Regions from separate parts of the Triticum aestivum genome. Here region 2 is linked to region 1. The links are chromatin contacts, called in public Hi-C maps. All regions are on one chromosome and are shown on one strand. Each heading gives the region's core, a stretch centred on a gene start, on an enhancer-like site or on the middle of the called end of the contact. The rest is flanking DNA. Distances are from core to core; before and after follow the strand shown.

What was found. A called contact is a pair of places that touch in the nucleus more often than the background predicts.
Region 2: a contact with region 1 is called in a Hi-C map of an unstated tissue, with 8 times the contacts expected there. The contact joins the promoter of LOC123070225 here to the enhancer-like site in region 1. A contact is called at or near these places in 4 of 5 Hi-C or Micro-C datasets (leaf and an unstated tissue).

Annotation. Positions count from the first base shown.
Region 1 is chr3B:434,274,699-434,280,510 of IWGSC CS RefSeq v2.1, reverse strand. No RefSeq gene overlaps it. Among protein-coding and RNA genes, the nearest start is that of LOC123070224, 110 kb to the left of the region's middle. Within about 2 kb of position 1,415, at least 1 of the 8 cell types and tissues checked has an H3K27ac peak or open chromatin away from gene starts, as enhancers often do.
Region 2 is chr3B:434,410,617-434,416,397 of IWGSC CS RefSeq v2.1, reverse strand. LOC123070225 (plastidic ATP/ADP-transporter) reads left to right here and starts at 1,511. Exons shown (of 5, transcript XM_044493308.1): 1 at 1,511-2,387; 2 at 3,854-4,123; 3 at 4,196-4,339; 4 at 4,428-4,775; 5 at 5,130-5,679. The coding sequence starts at 1,620. The coding sequence ends at 5,468.

The DNA of each region.
Region 1 (5,812 bases), core at 166-2,665:
CATGCACTACAGTACTATTACATTTCCCATGACAGTGTTCATATATGACATGAGTAAACTCTAGGGACATAAAATAAGGGCCTGTTCGGTTCACAGGAATATTAGAGGAAACTTCGAAGGATATAGTTTCACAGGATTTTTTACCTTAGATGTGTTTGGAGTAAAGGAATAGTGAACAATAAAACATAGGAAAGTTCTTGCATTCCTACAGATTTTACAAGATTTGCAACATCTACTCACAACATACTTTTTCACTAAAACCCGAGGTGATGCATGGGAAGGGAGCATGCAGCGGATTAAAATTTTTGAACATGTCCATGGGCCGAGAGAGAGACACACGGCCAGTTTGGTTTGCTTCTATAGCGTGTGATGCCTGGGCTAGACCCTCCATGAAGGCTTCCTAGAGGCCAGTTCTTTTAGGCAATTCTTCCAGAATTAACCCCCTCCCCGGCTTCTCCTAGAATTGTCACTCCATTTTTTACAATTCCTAGCTAATTAGACCTTAACTAGATAGAAACTGTAAAAAAGAAATGGAGTGGCAATTCTGGGAGAAGCTGGGGAGGGGGTCAATTCTGAGAGAAATGCCAAAAAGAACTAGACCCCAGTTTGGTGCATGTCCACGAGAGAATGGGACAAAAAAGAATGAGACAAAGCGGTTAGCCTGGCTGAAGGACGAGACAACAAGGTTTGTCTGATCCAGGCGACCAATTTTTGACGCCTGGGTGTGCCTGGTGCACCTGCCTGGCTATAATTACATATCTTAATTATTAGGCTACAAAAGACGAGGCAGATGAAAAAAAAATAGCGACAACTTAGACTCCACCAGGCCATGCCTTAAATTAAACACTTCTTCCGTATGCTCGCATGTCCAGGCAAAGAAATCTAAATTCTCAGGCACAAACCAGGCACCAAAAATTCCCAGGCATGCTTTCCAGGAAGCCAACCAAACTGCCCTACAGTGCACATCCTGATAAAAAATTTGAAGAAAGCACTGCTTTCTACTGAATTGGGCCCACGATTCCTCTGGCACATGACTGCTCATCCGAATGCCTCGTTGTAAGCTTTCCTCTGGTTTCTTGTTCCTCGGTTTTGTAGTTGTAGTCATCTTCTATTCCTACACATGCTTTCAGTCCTATGCATTGGATACCTCTAGGCCGAACGCAACCTAACAATCATAAAAAATAACACTAGCTGTTGATGATGAGTACCTCTCTTGCATCATTGAAACCACATCAATATTATCCGAGTTGATCTCAATTTTATTACTATCAATTTTGCATACCAAATTCATGCCAAACCTCAGTGCTAATTGCTAAGGTCTCTGTCGTGAAAGCATCATAACAGATGTATCATTAGTTACCGCAATGATTTTTTTTCATTTGAATCCCCCGGTACTGCATCGATTGCCCCTTGTAACAAGTCTGTATCAAAAGCTACATCCACATTTAACTACACATAATCTTTTCGTGGTTTCATCCAGCCTCCAGTTATAACCATAGTCATCAGGGAGCAGTTTGTTCTCGTTCTTTTTGTGTTGTTAGAGTTTCTCGTTCTTGTTTTCTAAAGGTCTCGTTCTTGTTTTGTTTCGAATGAGAGAAGTTCTCGTTCTTGTTCGAACATCGGACTAGACCGCACTACACTGTTAGCTATCTTTCTTTTAGCAAACCATGTTAACTATCTATAATATGGTTGGATAAGGGAATTCCCTATTTGTCACATATTGCGGCAAACTCCAGGTGCTTCGCACAGGGCAAGTGGCCGAGCAATGCGATGGGCCGATCCATTTGTGTAGATAGCATAGGTAATACACCATCCAGTTTTGAGAACCTTCAAGAAGGTTCCCTGAACTGGTTTTCGTTTCTTTTATCGGTTTTCCATATTTTTGTTTCCATGTTCCTTTTTCTTCTTAATTTTTTTATATTTTTTATATTTCTTTTCATTTTTGTTTTCCATTTTCGTTTCTTTTTATTTTTCAAGTTTATTTTTTAAGAAAACATCATGTTTCCAAAAAATCTTTTGAAATTTAACAAATGTTGTGCTTTAGAAAAATGTTCAAAATTTCAAAAATACACTTTCTTTCAAATTTTATTCATAAATTCATATAATCTTAGCCTTTTTAAAAAAATATATTCAGGGATTTCACGAAATGTTCGTATTTTTAAAAAAAATCCCAACTTTTCAGAAAATGTTCGCGATTTTAAAAATTGTTCACAAATTTCAAAAAATGTTTGTGTTCTCAATTTTTGGGGGAGTTTAAAAAATCCCGTTAAAAAATTTATTCACAAATTTTCGGAAAATGTTTGTGTTTTCAAAAATAAATCTGGAGTTCCAAAAAAATTCCTCTTTCAAAAATCATTCACAAATTTTAAAAAATGTTTGTATTTTCAAATTTTGTTTGGGAGTTTCTAGAAATGTTTGTGTTCCAAAAGTTGTTCATTTTTTCAACTTTTGTTTGTAATTTCAACTGTTCCCACTTAAAAAAATGATCGCATTTTCAAAAGGAAATCAGAATATTAAAAAATGTTCATCATTTTCAAAAAATGTTCTTGTTTTATGAAAATGTTTGAGTTTTATTTCATTTTGTTCCTAAATTTGAAAAGTGTTCACGTTTCGTAGAACATTCATGTTTGTTTTATTTAAAAATGTTTTGCGTTCGAAAATTCAGAAATATTTGGATATGTGTTGGGGTTGGTTCTTATGTTTGTGGTGCTATGTAACCAAGAACGCTTGCTAGCTCAACTGTTAGTAGCACGTCGGTTGTAGCCAATGATCTTGTGTTCGATTCTTCCGGAGCGCGACCTTTATTGGAGCGCGACAGTACCCGTTCGTTGTTGGTCACTAGTTTCATGGGTCGGCCCAGTCGGAGATCTACATGTGGATTAGGTCGGCCTTTTTTTAGTTGTAAAGCCCAATTTTATTCATCAAAAGTCACATTGTGTGTGATACAGTTCAGAGTATGGGGTTGGCCAAGCTAGACATGGCGTCTCTGATCTAGCGAAAGAGAATACTTGGCTAGACTATGTGACTATGCATTAGCAGCACAACACTCAAAATTAAAATTACATTGGAACTGAGTTGCTTGAAGAAGAATCTCACTAATGATAGAACCATATCTAACATGGCCGCCTTTGTTGATATGTGTAACGACTTGTTTAGAATCAGAAGCAACCACAAAGCTATGTGGATGAAGATCCTCAGCTAGGTCAAGAGACTCTCGACATGCGATAGCCTCTAGGGTGGCTGGATCATCCACTCCAGCGATGACCAAAGCTCAGCTGCCCAAATATTTCCCTCTGTGTCTTGGCATACTGTGGCAGCTGATCCTCCCGTCCATTGCGGACATCAGCATCCACATGGATCTTGGTGAACCCCAAGGGTGGTGCTCGTGGAGCTCTCCCAGCTTGCCCCGTCATAGGAACCCTTTGTACTGAAACTCTTTGAGGTTTGATCATATCCAGCTCATCAATGAATCTCTTAATAAAAGCATGGGTCGCTTGTGGTGTTTGAAAAATTCCCTCATGGATTGCCTTGCGCCTTGCCGACCATATGGCCCATTGCGTGACAGATAGGAGCACGAAGAGATTATGAGGAAATGAATCCATAAGACTGAATAGCCATTGCTTTGCACTTGGCTCGCTCGTAGCAACTAGTTGTTGAGCCAAATCATCATCCACCAGAGCCCGAAATCCACCTCACGATAGTATAGTTAATCAGAGAGTGCCTCCACGAGTATGGAGCTCTACACAATCCACATGAACTGTTATCTACCAGATGTCTATGTGCTCGAATATCCTCTGTTGGTAAAGAGTGCTCCGAGGGAAGAGCTGGAGGAGCCCGACCGGCCATCAAGCCACTCCTCCCATCGTTGTCCACACGGTAGGTAGATTTCATAGTGAAATTTCCATGCTTTTCAAAATTCCAAGACCAAGTCGAATACATTACATGTGCACAGCGGAATTTCCATGACCGTTCGGATATCCATCGGCAAGAAGGATTGTTGCAAAGTTATACACTCCATGTGGCGGAGGTGGCATCTATAAGTTCAGAGACAAGCAATGGCGGGTTCACGAGGAGGCATCCGTATGGTTTCATCATTTCATCTCCTGGCAGCCAGTTGTCCTCCCAAATATTAGTTGTTGCACCGTTGCCAATTCTTTTAATAAACCCTTGCTTTAGAACGTATCTCCCCTCAATTATGGACCTCCATATTTGACTTGCGTGTGATCCCAATGAGGCATGCAATATTGATGTATCTGGAAAGTAAACACTCTTTAGCAGGCGGGCACTTAGAGAATCTGGAGTCTGTAGCAAGTGCCATGATTTCTTAGCTAATAAGGCTAAGTTGAAGAGTATCTTTGAAGCCAAGGCCACCCACCCCCTTTGGTTGATTCATTGTTTTCCATGAAACCCAATGTCGTTTGTGCTTCCCCTCTCTGCTTCCCAACTAAAATTTTCTAATCAACATATTACAGTATTCACATAGCCCCTAAAAAGTTTGAAACATGACATGGAGTATACTGGGACGGCGTGAACTACCGCTTTGACTAACACTTCCTTTCCTGCCAATGATATAGTGTCATCAATCCAACCCTGGATCTTACTGCATAGATATTCCTTGAAATATTTAAAGGCCCCATTTTTAGAGCTTCTAACATCAGATGGCATCCCCAAATAGTTCTCATTGAGGGTCTCATTTGGCACATTGAGCACAACCTTAGAGGCGCTAAAACTCCCGCACACATCTCCGTCAGCCCGACTAGCAGGCTACATGCTATGAGTGAAAGAGTAGGCAAATTTTGAAAATAGTTTATGAATGTTCAAAAATTGGTAAATGGTTTAAAATGTAAACAGGAAAACAAAAGAAAACAAAAATTCAGAAAAGACATAAAGATAACCACATACAAAAATAATAACCAAACCAACAAAAAATACAAATAAAATAAAAAGGTTGAAAGAAAACCACTAGACCAACTGTTGTTCATACCACTCAATTGTAAGTTTTAGCTTCTCCCTTCGTCTCATAATATAAAATGTTGTTACAAAAAATATATATAAGTACATTGGTTTTAATAACATTTTATATTATAGGACTGAAAGAGTACTATTCTTTGCTACTAGCAAAAGTTAGGAAATTCTCCACCTAGGCCTATTCCAAAAAGAATCTGGGCCAAACCTGTCGCAATGTCAAATGAATCAACTAGCTTTGGATTCCCTATATTGTTGTGGGAGCATATCTCGCTTGTACCGAGATACTTGCTCCCCTCGCCTGAAGATTCCCTTGCTCACGTCCGTATTGGGTCGGGTTATTTCTTTTTTTAACACTGGCAACTTGCTCGGGTTTCGCTCGAGTGTGCTTGTTTACTCGGAGTAACTCATAGCTTTTCTGCATTTTTTCTTTTTATTTTCACTTTTGGTTTTCCTTTTCCTTTTCCTCTGTTTTTCTTGGGCATTTTTTTTAGTTTTTCACTGTTTTTCTTTGTTTCTTTCCTCGGTACCTTTTGATTTTTCACCGATTTCCTCGGTTTTTCTTTTTTCTTCGTTAAAAAATTTCCTTCTTTTTTCCTTTCTTGGGTTTCAATTTTTTTTCGTTGTTTCTTTATCATTTTCAACGTTTTCATTCTTATTGCACATGTTTCTTCAGTTTCCTTTTTTGTTTTATTTTTTCTTTGGCTTCTTTCGTTTATTTTTTGCTTTTCATTATACTTTTTTTTCTTTTGGTCTTCATTTTACATTTTTCAGATAAGTCAAGATAATTTTTAATACACCTACTGACATTTTCAATTACAATTTTAATATATTTTTAATACTTGGT
Region 2 (5,781 bases), core at 262-2,761, 140 kb before region 1:
ATTTGGAATCGATTTGGTACTAATATTTTGCGAAGTAAAAAACAAGCAAAAAACAGCAACTGGCACTGGGCACTATGTCAATAGGTTAGTCCCAAAAAATGATATAAAGTTGCTAGTAAACGAGTATAAAACATCCAAGAATGATACTTTTATAGCATGGAACAATAAAAAATTATCGATTCGTTGGAGACGTATCACACACCTACAAGTTTTTCTTTGTAATCTTAATCCATAGGGCATGGCAACCTCAAAAATTATATTAAACAACCACCTCATTATCTTTATCATTCTAATCTTAATCTAGAGAGTTACCCCAATGTCACTATGGGTATCTCAGAAAATTATACTAGATATGCATCACATAATCTTCATTGAATCCCAAAGGATTCGGGGCTAGATTTTTCCGGCACATTGGGGTAACTCCTACACGCTTTCATGTTCCCCGTGATGGAGGACCTCACTGAAGTCGCCAGTACATAACCACGGGGGAGACGATGAAAAACATATGACATTTAGTCTATCATATGTTTTTATATCGTATATGATGTCCTCACCTCTCCGTGGACGTTAGTAAAGTGCCACATATCCATACCACACATCGGATACAATAGCATCAATGTGGTAGCGACACTTGTATTATTGTTCCAAAAAGGCCTAAACCTCCAACAAATCCTTTATGAAAACCTAATGTATTGGATAACTTCTCAACTCAACTTTATGAATCCGAGTTTACAGAACACACAACATGATTTCCCAACTTGCAAAGTTCTCATAGTGTCATAGCGCTACCAAAGCCACGACAGTTGAAGCTCATGGTACTCATTGCTCTTAGCTGTGCTTCTCCCCGAAGCCCATCTTGTAGGCATTCAATTTCTTCAGTAGATGAATCAACTTGCACATTCTTTCTCTTATCCCCTATTGAGGATGAGCTCACCATCGCCATGGTCATCTAAAACCTAGCAGACATTGATTTGATCTCACCCTACGTCTCTCCAGCGAAGGACAACACCCTCCCTTGCCAGCCTAAGCAAGAGAGATAAACAACGAGAGTAGTGGTGATAGAGTCAAAACCCTAATTCTCGCCCTAGGTCATCGTCTCAATATAGGTATTCATCAGGTGCTCTTCTAAAATCCTCACCGCCACCAACCACGGAGAAAAGCCCTCGAGGTTGAACTTGAACAGACTTGCACGTTTCACACCAAGGTAACGTGAAAAAGTAGTGGGAGAACTCCTTTTGTTTGCCGTTGTAGAAAGAAAAACTCCTGCTTTGCCCTGAAACAAAACCCACGTGGGCCGAGTGCGCGAGCTCGGCCGCAGCCCGGAGCTGACTGCGTGGGGCGGCCGCTTGACGCCGTCTCGTTGCTCCCACCAACCCCAAGCCCCCAACCCCAGAGCCCGAACCAACGGCCAGGATCGTCTCGGGCCCGAAACCCACGGCCGATCCCGTCCTCATATGGATGCGCCATCTTTTAATACACGCCCAAGCTCGACACCCACTTCCCTCCCTCGGTCCCTCCCCACCTTCCCCCCCCCCTCGCCCTCCCCCCAATCCGCGCCTTGGAGCGGGCGAGGTAGCGGCGGCGACGAGACGAGCAAAGCAGAGCGCCGCCACCCATCCATGGAGTCGCTCGCCCTCCTCAGCGCCAAGCCCGGCCTCTCTCTCCGCGCGGGGCCCCGCCTCCCGCTCCCGCGCCTCCGGGCCGCCCGCGCGTCCCTCTCCACCGCGTCCAGCTCCAGGCCCGCCGCTCTCCAGTCCCCACTCCTCTCGTCGAGGGCCCCCTCCTCGCAGGACGCCGTCCTGGGGTATGGGCTCTTGAAGCGCAGGACCAGTGCTGGTGCTGGCGTCTCTTGCAGCGCGGCGGCCGCGGCGGCGGTGCCGCAGCCCCCGGCGCAGCCGGAGGTCAAGAAGTTCCTCGGCGTGGGCCTGCCGACGCTGAAGAAGATCGTGCCCCTGGGCCTGATGTTCTTCTGCATCCTGTTCAACTACACCATCCTTCGGGACACCAAGGACGTGCTGGTGGTCACCGCCAAGGGGAGCAGCGCAGAAATCATCCCCTTCCTCAAAACCTGGGTCAACCTGCCCATGGCCATCGGCTTCATGCTGGCATACTCCAAGCTCTCCGACGTGCTCTCCCGGGAGGCGCTCTTCTACACCGTCATATTCCCCTTCATCGCCTTCTTCGGCCTCTTCGGCTTCGTGCTCTACCCACTCAGGGATGCCATCCATCCCACCGCCCTCGCCGACAAGCTTCTGGCGGCGCTCGGCCCCAGCTTCCTTGGACCGGTAGCTATCCTCAGGATTTGGAGCTTCTGCTTATTCTATGTCATGGCCGAGCTGTGGGGCAGCGTCGTCGTCTCTGTCCTCTTCTGGGGTTTTGCCAACCAGGTGAGTTACGGCTTTGTTTTTTTCGTTCAACCTTGGAATGTGCAAATGTCAGTCCCGTCGTTAGTTTCCAGGCTAATTTTATACACTAGTTTCGACCGTTCACAGTCAAATATTTGACGGCACGGTTGGTTATTCGAGAACAAAACTTCTCTCTGCCAGAATGGTTAGACAGCTGATGATGACATAAATGGGACGTGCTCTTTGTAGTGGTATTTTGTAGGTCCTGCATTGTAGCATTTCGCATTGCATTGTATGGCTGAAACTGTTGGTTGAGGTCTATGTGCTTGTTGCTTTCTGCTACGAATATCGTCTGCTGCATGATTCCTAGCTTCCCAACCTGAATTAGGTTTGAGTTGTTTTCAGTCATCTACTGCTTGTGCATATTTGTTTTATGTAACACATGGCTGGATATGGCTCGCTTCTAACCCCTTCTGAGATACTCCCTCCGTTCCAAATTACTTGTCTTGGATTTGTCTAGATACGGATGTATCTAGACTCATTTTAGTGCTAGATACATCCGTATCTAGACAAATCTAAGACAAGTAATTCGGAACGGAGGGAGTAGTTATGACTACCTTGAATGGAAGGGTACCTTGTTCATACTCCCTCCGTCCCAAAATTCTTGTCTTAGATTTGTCTAAATACGGATGTATCTAGTTACGTTTTAGTGTTAGATACAACCGTGTCTAGACAAATCTAAGACAAGAAATTTGGGACGGAGGGAGTACTTGATATGGGCTCATGGACATTTTACTAGCTGCAATTTCTTTTGAGAGAGACAATCAGGACAGCATTTCTTAAACTTGCTAAAAATAAGTGAACACAAATCAATAAAAATACAGAAGGAGAACACAGAGATAATGTATGAAAATATTCAGCATTGTCACCTTTAGCACTTGTACGTTTTCAGTGGTTCAGTTATCATAATTTGATGGCTATTCTTGTTAAGTTATTATCGTTTCAGATGTGAAACATTCTGTTCTGCACTCAGTTTTATTGAAAGTACAGTGTTCAGAACACACTAAGAAGACAGAGCTTACGAGCCTGCATTGTGACTTAGGAGTGAGGGAGTTATGTATCTGAAGACAACACCATAGCGGTGTAGCCAGACACTCCACATAAGGAATTGCCGGTGTTCTATTGCAGAAGGATCTGGTAGTTAGTTTCCACTTCCAACAGTTGCTTTGCGATTAACTCTTGTCAGTCAATCGTAATACCTGCCAGAGGCGAGCAACAGGGGGGGGGGGGTATCTGAATAGTAGGAGCTCACTGTAGTAGTTGTTGGTGCACTCCCTTGGAGAGCAGACTGCTAAAGAAAGGGTACCTTTGTGATGGCTTTGTTTGTCCATGTCCTTATTGTGTCTGCCATATGGAATTTTGAGTTTGAATATTTATTTTATTTGCTCAGCTTTCTTATTAAATGATAGCCCTTCGTGCTCCAGTTGAGTTGATTAAATCTTTTTCAGATCACCACAGTCGATGAAGCAAAAGAATTCTACCCTCTATTTGGCCTTGGGGCAAATATTGCCCTTATCTTTTCTGGGCGTACTGTGAAGTATTTCTCAAATTTGCGGAAGACAATGGGTCCAGGAGTTGATGGTTGGGAGGTATCTTTGAAAGGAATGATGGGCATAGTGGTACTTCTTGGGCTTGTCATTACTTCCATCTATTGGGGAGTGAACAAACTTGTGTTGAATGATCCTTCTCTTCCAAAATCTGACCACAAGAAGAAAAAGGTCAGTAGAATACTTGAATGTGCTGCCCTTTATATTACCACCTACATATTCTGATAGCCTTTGTTTCAACAGAACAAACCTAAGCTTAGCATGAAAGAGAGTATGAAAGTTCTGATCTCTTCAAAATATGTGAGGGACCTTGCTACCTTAGTTGTTGCATATGGCATTAGTATCAATCTTGTGGAAGTCACATGGAAATCGAAGCTCAAGGCACAGGTAAAATTTTCCGGCTTTTGTTTTTCTTCTTTCCTTGTACTCCTTTAAACTTTTCATTGCAGTAATGGTTCCTTATTCATTTTGGCAGTTCCCCAGTCCAAACGAGTACTCATCTTTCATGGGTGATTTCTCTACCGCAACTGGAATTGCAACTTTCACGATGATGCTGTTAGGCCGGATTATATTCCAAAAATTTGGCTGGGGGGTGGCTGCCATGATCACCCCCACAGTTTTGTTGGTGACTGGCGTTGGTTTCTTCTCTCTGATTTTGTTTGGGCAACCACTGACTCCCCTGCTTGCCACATGGGGTATGACCCCTCTTCTTGCGGCTGTTTATGTGGGTGCGCTGCAGAACATATTTAGCAAGAGTGCAAAGTACAGTTTATTCGACCCGTGCAAGGAAATGGCCTATATTCCTTTGGATGGCGATATGAAGGTTTGTTCATCCTTCCAGACTCCATTTTTATCTGTGTGATTCCTTGGTAAATTTTTCTGTGAAAAATATATATTCATTTACTGATGTTCTTTTCTATAATGGTATTTCATGTGTTAATTGGTTGTTTGATATGTGTTTACTCTAGCAAATTCTTGATTAAATATATGTAAATATTAGTAAATAATTTAGAAGACCAGTGCACATGTAGCCTAGCCCAGTAAACACCATACCATATTCTCCTTCATTTTTCCTGGTTCGCACCATGTTTGGTTAGCTAATTCTCAATTCTTCAGAACTCACTGACAGCACCATTGTTATGCTGCACATGCTAACTTTGGTTCGATCCATTTGCAGTTGAAGGGAAAGGCGGCCATTGATGTTGTCTGCAACCCATTGGGCAAGTCGGGTGGTGCGCTGATCCAACAGTTTCTGATCCTGATATTTGGCTCTTTGGCAAACTCGACCCCCTACCTTGGCGGTATACTGTTGGTCATCGTGCTTGCATGGCTAGGCGCGGCAAGATCATTGGACAAGCAATTCTCAAGCTTGGCCAAAGAGGATCTCAGAAAGGAGATGTCAAAAGAGAAAGTAGAAACGGCGGCACCCAAGGAACCTGAGGCGGCTACTGATGTATTGGTGGAGCAATCAAATGGAACTGAGAACTCACCATCCGACTCATCTCCAGCTCAATAGACCGGTCAACCTTCTTTGGAGAAGCCACAGGCAGGAGACTGGTTACGTTGGGCAGAAATAATGATGATGGAACGATTGACAATTTCTTCCAAGTTTGTAACAGTGAGCAGCATCAAGAGGTGCTGGTTAGTTTGTAATGTAAGCAAATTTTGACAACCGGCCTGGAAAGGCCTGGTGAGCCGGTGTGGAAATTCAACCATTGTTGCAATTCTATTGTGTTTTCGCAAAATTTCCGTCACACCTGCTAGTGCTTGGTTTCGTTTCGGCTGGAATCAAACTGCTGCTACTTTAAGGGCTCATTTGGTAGCCAGGG